Linked DNA regions of Rattus norvegicus: region 2 is linked to region 1. A link is a contact called in public Hi-C data. All regions are on one chromosome and are shown on one strand. Each heading gives the region's core, a stretch centred on a gene start, on an enhancer-like site or on the middle of the called end of the contact. The rest is flanking DNA. Distances are from core to core; before and after follow the strand shown.

The links. Hi-C and Micro-C count contacts between places; a contact is called where the count stands out from the background.
Region 2: a contact with region 1 is called in a Hi-C map of hepatocytes, with 2.8 times the contacts expected there. The contact joins two enhancer-like sites. A contact is called at or near these places in 2 of 12 Hi-C or Micro-C datasets (hepatocytes and liver).

The regions. Positions count from the first base shown.
Region 1 is chr6:128,995,412-129,000,999 of GRCr8, reverse strand. No RefSeq gene overlaps it. Among named protein-coding and RNA genes, the nearest start is that of Serpina3c, 17 kb to the left of the region's middle. Within about 2 kb of position 3,684, at least 1 of the 93 cell types and tissues checked has an H3K27ac peak or open chromatin away from gene starts, as enhancers often do. A contact at or near this core is called in hepatocytes, where this site is marked.
Region 2 is chr6:129,066,209-129,071,898 of GRCr8, reverse strand. It overlaps Serpina3l (serine (or cysteine) peptidase inhibitor, clade A, member 3L), which reads right to left. Exons shown (of 5, transcript NM_001389215.2): 3 at 3,886-4,159; 4 at 2,824-2,974; 5 at 1,326-1,846. The coding sequence ends at 1,661. Among named protein-coding and RNA genes, the nearest start is that of Serpina3l, 5.8 kb to the right of the region's middle. Within about 2 kb of position 2,523, at least 1 of the 93 cell types and tissues checked has an H3K27ac peak or open chromatin away from gene starts, as enhancers often do. A contact at or near this core is called in hepatocytes, where this site is marked.

The DNA of each region.
Region 1 (5,588 bases), core at 2,435-4,934:
GGGTAAAATAAAAGTTGGAATGGGTACATTCTCACTATCACCACCACCAGGTCATATAAGAAAAAAAAACCAAGGACAAATTAAATACTATGTTACAACCAAGAGAAGTTTGGCAGAATTCCTGGAAGTATGACTAAGTATGTAATGCATCTGAATTGTATGATACAATAGCATGAAGGATGCAATAGGACAAATACTTCATCTTCACGACAAGCCTTTATAGATATATTCAAATCTGATATATATTTAAATTTTATTTAATTTTATATTTCAATCCTATAAATACATTTGCAAGCATTTACGCGCATAGAATTCAGTATAGAGGAGACGATATGGATGCCTGCTGTGGGTAATTCTAAACAGGGAAGGACAATGTGAGATTCACAGACCATCAATTCAAAGTGCCAGCTCATCACTATCACATTTATCCATTTTGTGTTATAAACCATCCTACATTTGAGAATATTAGTTATTTTGTTAGTAACTTGAAATAAGAAAAAATTATACATGAACAACTATATGGTTTTACTCAAGTGACAGTAAATCAAATAAAATGTTTATATATATGAAAAGAAAGAAAGTGTTGTATGGCAACTGCTAGGAAAAATGCTACCAGGAAGTTGCAGGGTACAATTCTTCCTGCCATGACTGCTGCCCATCTATTTAAGGAGAGGCACAGCGGGGAGCTGAGCAGCTCTTCACTGGACATTACTGCACAAGGCAGGTTTGGCTCAAAGGTTCTGAAATTTAGGCACCTTGGAGAATGCAATGTTTGTAACCAGAGCCCTTCCCAACAAGACACATGTAAGTAGGAGAACAAAAGTGCTTGGAAGAACACTAGACTTGAGATGGTCTATCATCAGCATGGACATACAGAAGCTACAACACCATCAGATCCATCCTTTTGTTTACACCTCCCACAATTAAGACCCAAAGCCAGCAGATCCTATCCTTTACATACATATCAGATCTCAATGCAGAGTAGCAATTAATGAATGAATGCAGGAATATATTAATAAAAGTGGGCATCTGAATATTACTATAATGAGAATGAAGCCTCAGTATTATCAGCAAGCAAGGACATGTGCCAAGGCAGATGGTCATGAACAGAAAAAAACAGACAGGTCCAATTCATGGACGAGGCTCTGATGACAAGAGGCTTCCTGGCAAGCTCAGCTTCTGGATGAACTCTGGGCCCCTCCTATACAGATTTGAGCTAGAGTCCATAAAGTTCCAGACTGCCAAAGGTCACATGGAACTATGACATGAGAAAATATGTTGGCATGACAACAAGTTCTGGCAATAAGTAACCCCAACACAGAGAAAGCACTACTAGAGGGGAATTAGTTTATGATAGTGGGAGATAGAGATAGGTTGGGGAAGTGCCTGTGGTCTGATGCAGGGATATGGATAACTAAGATGAGGTCCTCAAAGTTGGGTACATCAGCCAGCTGGGACATCTGTGAGGAGACATAATAGGCCCACGAAATAACTGTCAGGTGGTCTTCTTGACTGGTCTGCTTCAAATTAATCTGTGACAGACTTACTCTTGTAGAAAAGCCAAAGAGAGTTAATTTTAGGAAAGATTCCTGATATTAATATGTCTTTTCTCTTATTATTAAACATATATAATAACTAGGTATTAGCTCACATCTTTTGAGCATATCTCTGCAGATCTATAAAGATGTACTGTCTTGTAATGATGCTTTATAGACAAATAGATGACTTCTTAAGTCTTAATGATCCTATAAGAATTTCTAAAATTATGTCAGTGATTGTTGAGCTCTTTAATAGTGGAACTGCTATTAGGTCCTTTTCTGATAGTCACAGCTGCAATGAGAACTCTGTTGGTCTCCCATGTGTCAATAGCTAATTGCTCTTAGATAGTAACCAGACTTTCTCCTACCAGAGCACATTCTAAGAGGTTGCAAAACAATTAGCCAAAGGTTATAAGAAGGGAACTAACAATTTATTATAGGTGCTAGGACAGAAGATAAAATATTGACTGGGTTTATCTATATAAAACTCCACTAATAACTTAGTTATGGTTTTAAACCTTCTGAGTACCTGTGGAACTGTGACAGGTGATGGATGCTTAGCCAGATAAATACTCACAGTAAATATGCATGTAAACATTCTCTGTTGTAAGCTTCCATTTCAATTTATGATTTGATTTTTGTGTGATTATGGTGAAACTTGAAACGTGATCATGTATTCTGAAAGATGTGTAAGTACTGAGGACAAAGGGATGAGAAAAGAGAGAAGAAATTGTTTTCCCTTTCTCCACTTAGAAGAAATTTTCTCTTGTCCTGCTTAGGATCTTTAAATGTTTCTTCCTTTTCTTAGAAATGGGAAACTTTTTACAACTTACTAATAAGAGCTGTAATCACTTTTCTTTTTTATTAAATCGATATTTTTACTTACATTTCAAATGTTATCCCCTTTCCCAGTTTCTCATCCATCCCCACTCCCCGTTCTTCTATGAGGGTGTTCCTCTCCCCGACCTCTCACCCCTTCTTGCCTCCCCACATTGATAGTTCCCTACATTGGGGGTTGAGCCTTGGCAGGACCAAGGGTTTCTCCTATTGGTACACAGCATGGTCATCCTCTGCTACAGTTGGAGCCATCGTTCTGTCAATGTATATTTTTTGTCTGGTAATTTGGTACCTGGGAGCTCTGGTTGGTTGGTTTTGTTGTTCTTATGGGGTTGCAAACCCCTTCAACTCCTTCAATCCTTTCTCTAACTCGTCCAATGGGGACCCTGTTCTCAGTACGATGGTTGGCTGTGAGAGTCCACATCTGTATTTGTCATGCTTTGGCAGAGCCTCTCAAGAGACAGCTATATAATCACTTTTCAAAGTGTCCCTTTTTCTTCCTGAGACTTCTGACTAGCAGGCTGAAGGTTAGAGCCCCTCAGTTCCTGCTGAGATAGAACAAAGGCAACATTACTTAATTCTCCACTATTAAGCGACAGGTGTCAATCACCTAAGCCAGCAGCTTTTTACTCTCAGAAAGAGCATGAAAGTTTTTAGGATGTTTTAGGGATTATCATCAGCATTTCAGTACAGATAGAGAACTAGAATGACCTGAGAACCCCAGAAATTAAAGCCACACCAGAATCCTACTCTGTGCTCCTGCCACTACTCCCTCTGGGACTGGAGGCTCCCACCCTTGAATTAGAATAAAATGGATATTGAATATGTAGAAAATACTGGGCCATGCAGGAAGTTCCCAGGTATTCAACATAAGTTAACGGCAGTGTTTTCAGTCATACATCTTCTCTCACAACAATCTGTTTCCTTTATCAAACACTGGGTCTCCCCTTAGAGAAGGTCCATCACCAAGGCAACAATTGGTGGACAAGAGAGGAGAAATTCTCAATACTCAGGGAATGAGAAGAAGTAGTCCCTGATATTTAGGTCCTAGACTGCAGAAGAGATGGACTCAGATTTGGCCACAAGTTCCAGAGCACATCAGCAGAAGGAGATGCATCCAGCACCAGGCTCTTTAGACACTTGAGTTGGATTCAGGATGGATGGAGGGATACAGCTGGAACTAGTCAGTACTCATTGAATGGAAATGGTGTCCCAGTCTCATGCTGATGACTAACAGACACATTGGGATGTCTATTGGGACATTTGATTGTTTCAATAGCTGAGTCCTTGTCTCTTATCTCATGGCCATCAGGGTAGGGTGCTTCAGTGAATGAATGATCAATGGATTGGAACTGAATGATCTCAGATGACCCACTGAGCAAATCAAAGGTTGATTTGAGTCACAGTTTCAAAGTCAACAGTTCAGCATCTGGTGGTTCCGATGCTGTCCTGAGTCTATTTCCAATGTCTATGACTACCTGGTCTGCAGTTCCTGCCCCTCTCTTTTCCTCCTCCAGGCCATGAGTTCTGTCCTCCAGGGCCTTTTGCTGGATCTCTGACCCTACGCACATATGGAAGTTTTGGAACCAAAATTCCCACAGCTGTATGGAAACTTCTTGCCCTAGCACTCCTACTCAAGGCAGAGTGGTAGTCCCTCTCTATGTTCCTAGCTGACAACCCTCACAAAAAATGAACACCACTAACCAAAATATGAAGAGGTAGGACCAAAGGATTAATAAACACAGAAAATGCCCAGACAGTGTTCTCTTAGCTCCTGCTTGTAGGGGTTGCCTCTAGTGACAACAGGGACAAAGAGATTGTCACTCACACTCTGTGACTCCTGTGATGACCCTCTGACTTATATGCTGTTATCAGCCTCTTCTATGGAAGGGGAAACTGAGAAACAGGGACACTTATTTATTTCCCCCTGACCACACAACTAAACATGATGCTTGTGGGGGATGCTTCCCCAAATGTCTTGGTCAGCCTTCCTGACTAGCACTCCATATTGTCAAGCCCCAAGGTCACCTCAGTCATTATCACCTTGTTCATTGACTTATTGGCAATGATTGAGATGGCTGTGGAAAGAATCAGACAGTCCCCAGAAAGCATCATACTATCAACTTGGTTATTGAGCTCCACCTCAGCTGAAGTCACATTGGATGAGCACGTATGTGGCACACAAGTATCTTCACATCCTTCCCCATCTGGAATGATCTATCCTCATACTTCTTCACCAAATTTCTTTCTCATTAGATTTCTAAATATGCTCTTGGCCAGCCCTTGAAACCTATTGGTGATATCCATGAATCAGTGAAGAATTGCTAATCTGGCCGTGTATCTTCCCAAGCAAAATACATGACCATGAATACTGCCTGAGTTTCTACCAGAAAAGAAGATGTCCCTGTGCTGCTGTCTTCAGGGTTTGCTCTGAAAGAGTTGCCATGCTCCATCTGTCCATGGCTGGCTGCTGCCTACATAACTTGCAGAAACATCAGAAAAACATGCCTTAATATTCTCTGCCTCAGTTAACAGATCAAAGAGTATACATCATGAGGCTCTAGGCACTGTCAATGGAGTAGAACTCTTAGGCATTTGGGAAACTTCTTTGTGCAATGTTGTAGTGCCTTCAGGACCTGCATGTATCAGATCATGTATATATCATATCCTTTAAATAATGACGTGCTACTCTGCATGTCCTAATTTATAACTTGGTGGGTCAAACAACTGCTAGGTCATGACAGGCAGCTTAGATCACATGGTTATACAGGAGCTTGTCACTGCTCCACTTGGTGATGCAACCTGGGAGAACGGAGCCTAAAAATGAGGCAGAATAAAGTCTCATGTGATAGCTAACTTTCTTTAGAATATCAGCCTGTTTATACTCAATGGTTACAGAGGGTCACCTCAGTAAGTGTGCAACCACAAAGACAAACGATAGTGGTTTAAAACAAAACAAAACAAAACAAAACAAAAAATAAACAAAACAAAAAATAAACAAAACAAAAAATAAACAACCCCCCCATGGTTTTCCATGGAGGCATATAAACCAACGACAATAGTTGGCTGTAATGACTAGTCAGAAGGAAACTCCCTCCCATCAACTCTATCTGGGAGGGACATTCAAGCATAATCCAAGAACAATTCTGTATGCTTTGAAAAACTTGAGGTCACAAGACTTGTCTTGTTTTCTTGGAGTTTTCTCACAAGCAT
Region 2 (5,690 bases), core at 1,274-3,773, 72 kb before region 1:
CCTGTCCATGTGCTTCCACTGGCTGTGGATTCTCCAGATCCACAGGTCTAGAGGATTCTCCATGAGCAGCAGGTGCCCCAACTTGAATGCACCTTGACCCCCTCTCCTTTTCCATGGAGACCGCAAGCCAGCTCATCTATCTCCACTCCAGCTGTGTTCTCCTAGACTGTCCTCGCTACTCCTTACCTCTCACAACCCAGTTCTCAGCATTGTAACCTCATAGAGTACATTTTCCATGTGAGAAACTTTGTCTAACCACTGCAACTCTCCCAGTGGCTCCAAATTTTTCCAGAATCCTCAAGGAGCCAGGCTCTTGGCCATCCTGTGCCCCTTCCTACCACTCCTGCTCTACCATTATTCTACTCTGTTGTCCCAGAAATCCACTTCCTTTCAGATTCTCAGAAATGGCTTCATTTTTTTTTTTTTTTGGAGCTGGGGACTGAACCCAGGGCCTTGCGCTTGCTAGGCAAGCGCTCTACCACTGAGCTAAATCCCCAACCCCCAACTTTTTTTTGCCCTCCCCAAAAATATTCTCTGTGGTTATCTGAGCACCTTCTCATCCTCCTCACATCCACCACAGCAGAGATGTCACCTGATCCACAGACTATTTTGTTGTTCTCTGGGAAGTATCAGAGCTGTTTTCTCATCCTCCTGTCCACCACAGTGACGCCTCTTGAACAGAGTCACAACTTGGGGGAGACTGTTCCTCTGGCATCAGGAAATTTGGAAGAGCACCCCAACACCCATAATGTGGTCACAAGGACATGACTAAGCTGTTGTGGGCCTCAGTTTCCTCATCCATAAAGGGACTGTTAATAGCGTGTATATCAGAGGGCCATCACAGGAGTCACAGAGTATGAGTGACAATCTCTTTGTCCCTGTTGTCACTAGAAGCAACCCCTTCCAACAGGAGCTAAGGGAATACTGCCTGGGCACTTTATGTACAGGTGTATGTTTATTGACCCTTTGGTCCTACCTCTTCATTTTGTGTGAGGTTGGCCAGCTGCGAACTTAGAGAGGCTACCACTTTGCCCTGAGTAGGAGGAGTGCGAGGGAGAGTGCAGCTGTCTGACCCACAGGCCCATTGCTGCTGCAGGAGTTAGGGCTCCAACACTGTGCCAGATGTGGTCAGGGTCAAGGGACCCTCCAAGGGGCACTGAGTGGCATCGCCTGAGGAGGGGAAAGCATAAGCTAAGAGTGTGGCAACAGTTTCTCAGATGCTAGAATGGCATTCAGTGCAGCAGGTTCCCCTCTCAGTCCTGGGCCTGAATCTCATGGGTTGGCCCAGAGGCTGGTCTGGTTCCATCAAGACTGTGGAGACTGAAAGCAGATGTGCTCAAAGCATTTATTGGGACTGGATGTACTTGCCAATAACTAGGTTTGGGGTATGAACACAGAAAGAGGAGTCACTAGGGAAGAATAAAGATAGATTCCAGGTTCAGAAACATGGGTAGATGCTCCCAAGGGGCCTAAGAGCCTGACACTGACAGTCTAAAGGCTCCTGTGCACATGGGGGCCATAGAGATAGTCGATGTCACTGTCTAAGACAACTTTGAAACAGCCAATCAGAGCATGAATGTCAGGACATATACAGAGATCCACATGCAGGCTCAGTCCCAGGGTCCTGGGCAGAACTGTCAGATCTTGGGGAGCTTTGGGCTTACTTGGGGTTAGTGATTTTGGCAACAAAGAGGATAGACTGACTATCCATGTCAGTGATAACCACCATGAATGGCCGGTTGAAATTCAGAGTTCGAGGTTGTCTACGTATGACTGTAGCGACCCCTGTAGCAGCAGTTGCTTCTGTGCCTGTCTCATCCACATCCAGCACAGCCTTGTGGACCACCTGCGGGGAGAGAAACACATCACTCAGTGGACATCAGAGAGGGCAGGAGAGGGGTCTGGAGCAAGCAGTGAGTGCTGGTCTCTTTCTTCCTTCCCTGAGCTCTAATGATGGATTTCCAAGTCTCTGCTCAGGGTATGAGATGAGGCGTGCCCTGGTCTGCTCAGTGTCTGAATCTGTGCTGCCCTCAAACCCACTACAAACTGAAGGATGGCAGTAGGCAGTGGCAGGAGATTCCTCACAGGCAGCCTCTCAACTTTTTCAGAGGGAACAGCCAGGGTGCTGGCAGCCAGTGCAGGATTCCTTGGGACATACACCAGCAATGCAGAGGGCCTGACTGTACATTCCCAGACTTCCATGTCCTGCTGGGACAGACCTGAGCCCAGGGCTCTGGGTGGGCACTGGATGGAACATTGGACACTGACAGGCTGTGCAGCTAGGGATGTAGTATGAGCGTCTAAGGCATCTCTCTCCTATTCTTGGGGTTTTCATCAGAACTGCCATAGATCCTGGTTATTACTTTTACTGTTAATATTCTGTGTGCTGGTCAAGGAGTACTATCCCAGCACCACATTAAAGGAGCTGAGGCTGGGAGTGATTTGGCCAGAATTATATTGTGGGTGGCACCTTCAGTGTATGGTCCTGCAGTGTGTTGTGGGAGGCCCTGTAGTGTATTTTGTGCAGCCCTGCAGTGTATTGTGGGTAGATCTGCAGTGCATTGTGGGTGACCCTACAGTGTATTGTGTGCAGCCCTGCAGTGCAGCACAGGTTGGCATCCATGGTTCTATAAAGCAACTACAGTCTCTTCTCCACAATGGTCTCCTAGGTGAGCTTAGGTACAGGGAGTAGGGGATGGACATTTGTTAGGGAACATCAGAAATGTCGGTGTTCTCACACATGAACCATCCCCACATGCCCGTATGACCTTCAACATCCACATTGAGGACCCAACGTGAAGCACCCTGTGTTTCTTGTCTTACTTGAGAGACATACAGATCCTTGGTCCCTGTGATCCTACTCAGATCAGCTTGCTGGGAGAAGACTTTCTTAATGCCCAGCTCTGGAAGGACCTCTTTTAGACTGTAGTCTGTGGAGATGGAGAACTTGGGCATGCGGAGATCATTTATAATCCTGAGAATAAAAAATAGCAATGTAAGCGTCCCTGGACTCCATGTCTCCATCAATTCATCTTGCCCCTGGGGCTTCTCTCCATAAACAGCTCTGTCCCTGGAGAGAAGTCCTCTTTCCACCCATGCCTAGACCACATGACTTTGCTCTTCCTGATGCATTAATTATTCATCAGTGACTGAGAGTGTGACTAGTAGACAGTAACCTGACTTGGTCCTACTTGTTCCTTTACTGGGAATGATTTCCCCCTTGATCCACAAATGGAATCCTCCCTTCGTGCAGCAACATCTTCTATTACCCTTCTATTTAAAAGTGCACACTGCATCAGACTCTAGATTTCCTAATCCTTGGACACTCCCCTTCTTAACTTCACCCTTTCTCATGTTTTAACCTACTAAATGATGATTAATTTAATTTTCATGCCTACATTCTTTCTTTCTCTATTACAAGAGGAGGCTTAAGGGTACATTTGTTCTTTAGTCTCTGATATACTTTCAGAGTATAACAGACAGTAGGTCTTCAAGTCTTATTCCTTGTATGGGGAATGATGCATGTTGAGAGGATAAAGTGGCTCCACAGGGCAGAGCTGATTCTCAGAGTTCATCTCCTATCAATCACAATTCCCTTGGCCTTCCAACTCATTCTAGATTCCCTGTAACTTAGAGCCTGCTAGAGGGAGGGACTCTGAGATCCTTGTTCTAGTTGATCTCATCCTGTGAATAACAAAATCGACAGCAACTCAGGGCCCAAAACACATAGTCAGCAGAGGGAAATTCAACTCAAGTCTACCTGTCCCCTGGGGACTCTCCACCATTACATAGGATACTACTGTGACAATGAGGTACAGAGTCACTGGCCATCAGGCAACACCAGTACAGGTATCAATGACAGTTCTGGGTCCTCAGGACATGCACCTAGGGATCAAAGAGTCCTTCCACTTCTTCAGGGTCTCTGGTTGCAAGCTGGATTCCACCTGCTGCATCTTGCCTTGGTCAGGGAGGATAAACAGGGCGCTGGCATTTCCTGTGTACTTCAGCTCCAACACAGAGCAGGAGAGTTCCTCATCCCGGACATAGGGTGTGGTTACTTCCTTAATTTTCATCATGGGCACCTTCACAGACCTCTTCTCATCCAAGTAGAACTCAGACTCAAATGTGTCATTAGGGTTAAAGGGGACCTTCCATTTGCCTAAAATGAGGCAAATGATCATGTTGTAGCCACAGGACAAATATTCCACCTCCTCCCCATCTAGGCTCAGCTTTTGAGCTGTTACCACCATCCATCCATCTTCAGTCACTCAGACTGTCCTTTATTGTGACATGTGCAGAACCGGATAAAGCTTGTAGTTGATCAGGCTGCTAGCTATGAGAAATGTCTCCAGGCATGGTTTGGACAGGGGATTCTCAAAACCTCAGCCTGGCTACCTGGACTAATGACACAGTCAGGGATGTGGGGTGGAGTGTGCAAGAGAGAGACAGTGAAGATGGTGAGCCTGTGGAGAATTGAGGGCCCTGTCTTCCTCAGGAGAACCATGTCTAGGAGACAATGGCTTTTAGGTTAGGTTTTAGGGGAAAGAGAAGAGCAGAGACTTCCATCTCCGATATCGGGAGCAGTTCATAGTCCCATAGACTGTGGCTGAATCATGGGTAAGGCGTCCGCATCCCACACATGGGCCATGGCAGTCTCCACAAATCACAAATACCAGCTCAGGTTTATGCAGACTTCTAGTTTATGCCTCCACTCCCACTGTACATCGTGGGACTAGAGTGGAACAATTTCTTGGTCTTGTCATTTCACAACCTAAACATATATCTCAACTCACACCAAACAGTACTTATCCAGTGTCTTGGGAGAGTTGAGAGAGACATGTCCTCCAATCTAACCCTACAGGCTGTTACTATGCTTCCAACATCCCCTGCCCACATCAGGTCTGGGGACATCTTGTCCTCTGTGCTCTTGTTCTTTGTCTTCTTTCCTCCTGTCCTCCTATCCTATATTTCTCTCCGTTGTCACCTTGATTTTCTTTCTCTAGCCCCTGACCATCCTACTCTAACTTGGACTAATTTTAATCAGTTTTCTATTAAGCCCCAGTCTGGCCACATCATGACTTCTGTCAGGCACAAATTTCAGGGTGGTCACCTTGCTCCCTGGTCTCTATTAAGCAGGATGTTGTTCATGTGGGATCTCTGGATTTCCCCCAGTACCATTACCTACAACATTTCCAGCTGAGTTTCCATCTATCTTGCACCCAAATCTCATCAGACGCTGGCTCAGGAATGTGTCTTGGGAATCCTGACTTTTCATGCTAAGTGGGTGGTTATTTTACAAAAGCAAAATTACACAAAACAATCTGACACTAAGCACAGAACACTGCCTGGCCCACACCACTACATCTCTAGTGACTCTTACCCAGTCCCTGCCTCTCCATGCCTAGGACAAGTTCATTACAGAAAAGGCTCAGGGGTGAAGTACTGCAGAGTAACTGTCCACGAGGTTCTTCATTAGTTGTGGGATACGCTACCTTCCATGTTACTCTTTCCAGGCTCCTTATGATCAAATAGTCCCAAGCTCACCTGGACTCTCCTAGAGTCAGAGACTCTCCAGCACTTATGGACTTCTACTATAGGAACATACTAGAAATGCCTGCAGTGGGACTCCTGAGGGAACCTGTCTCTACAGGGAGTAGCCATGGCTTCTGACCAACAGGTAGGACTGGACA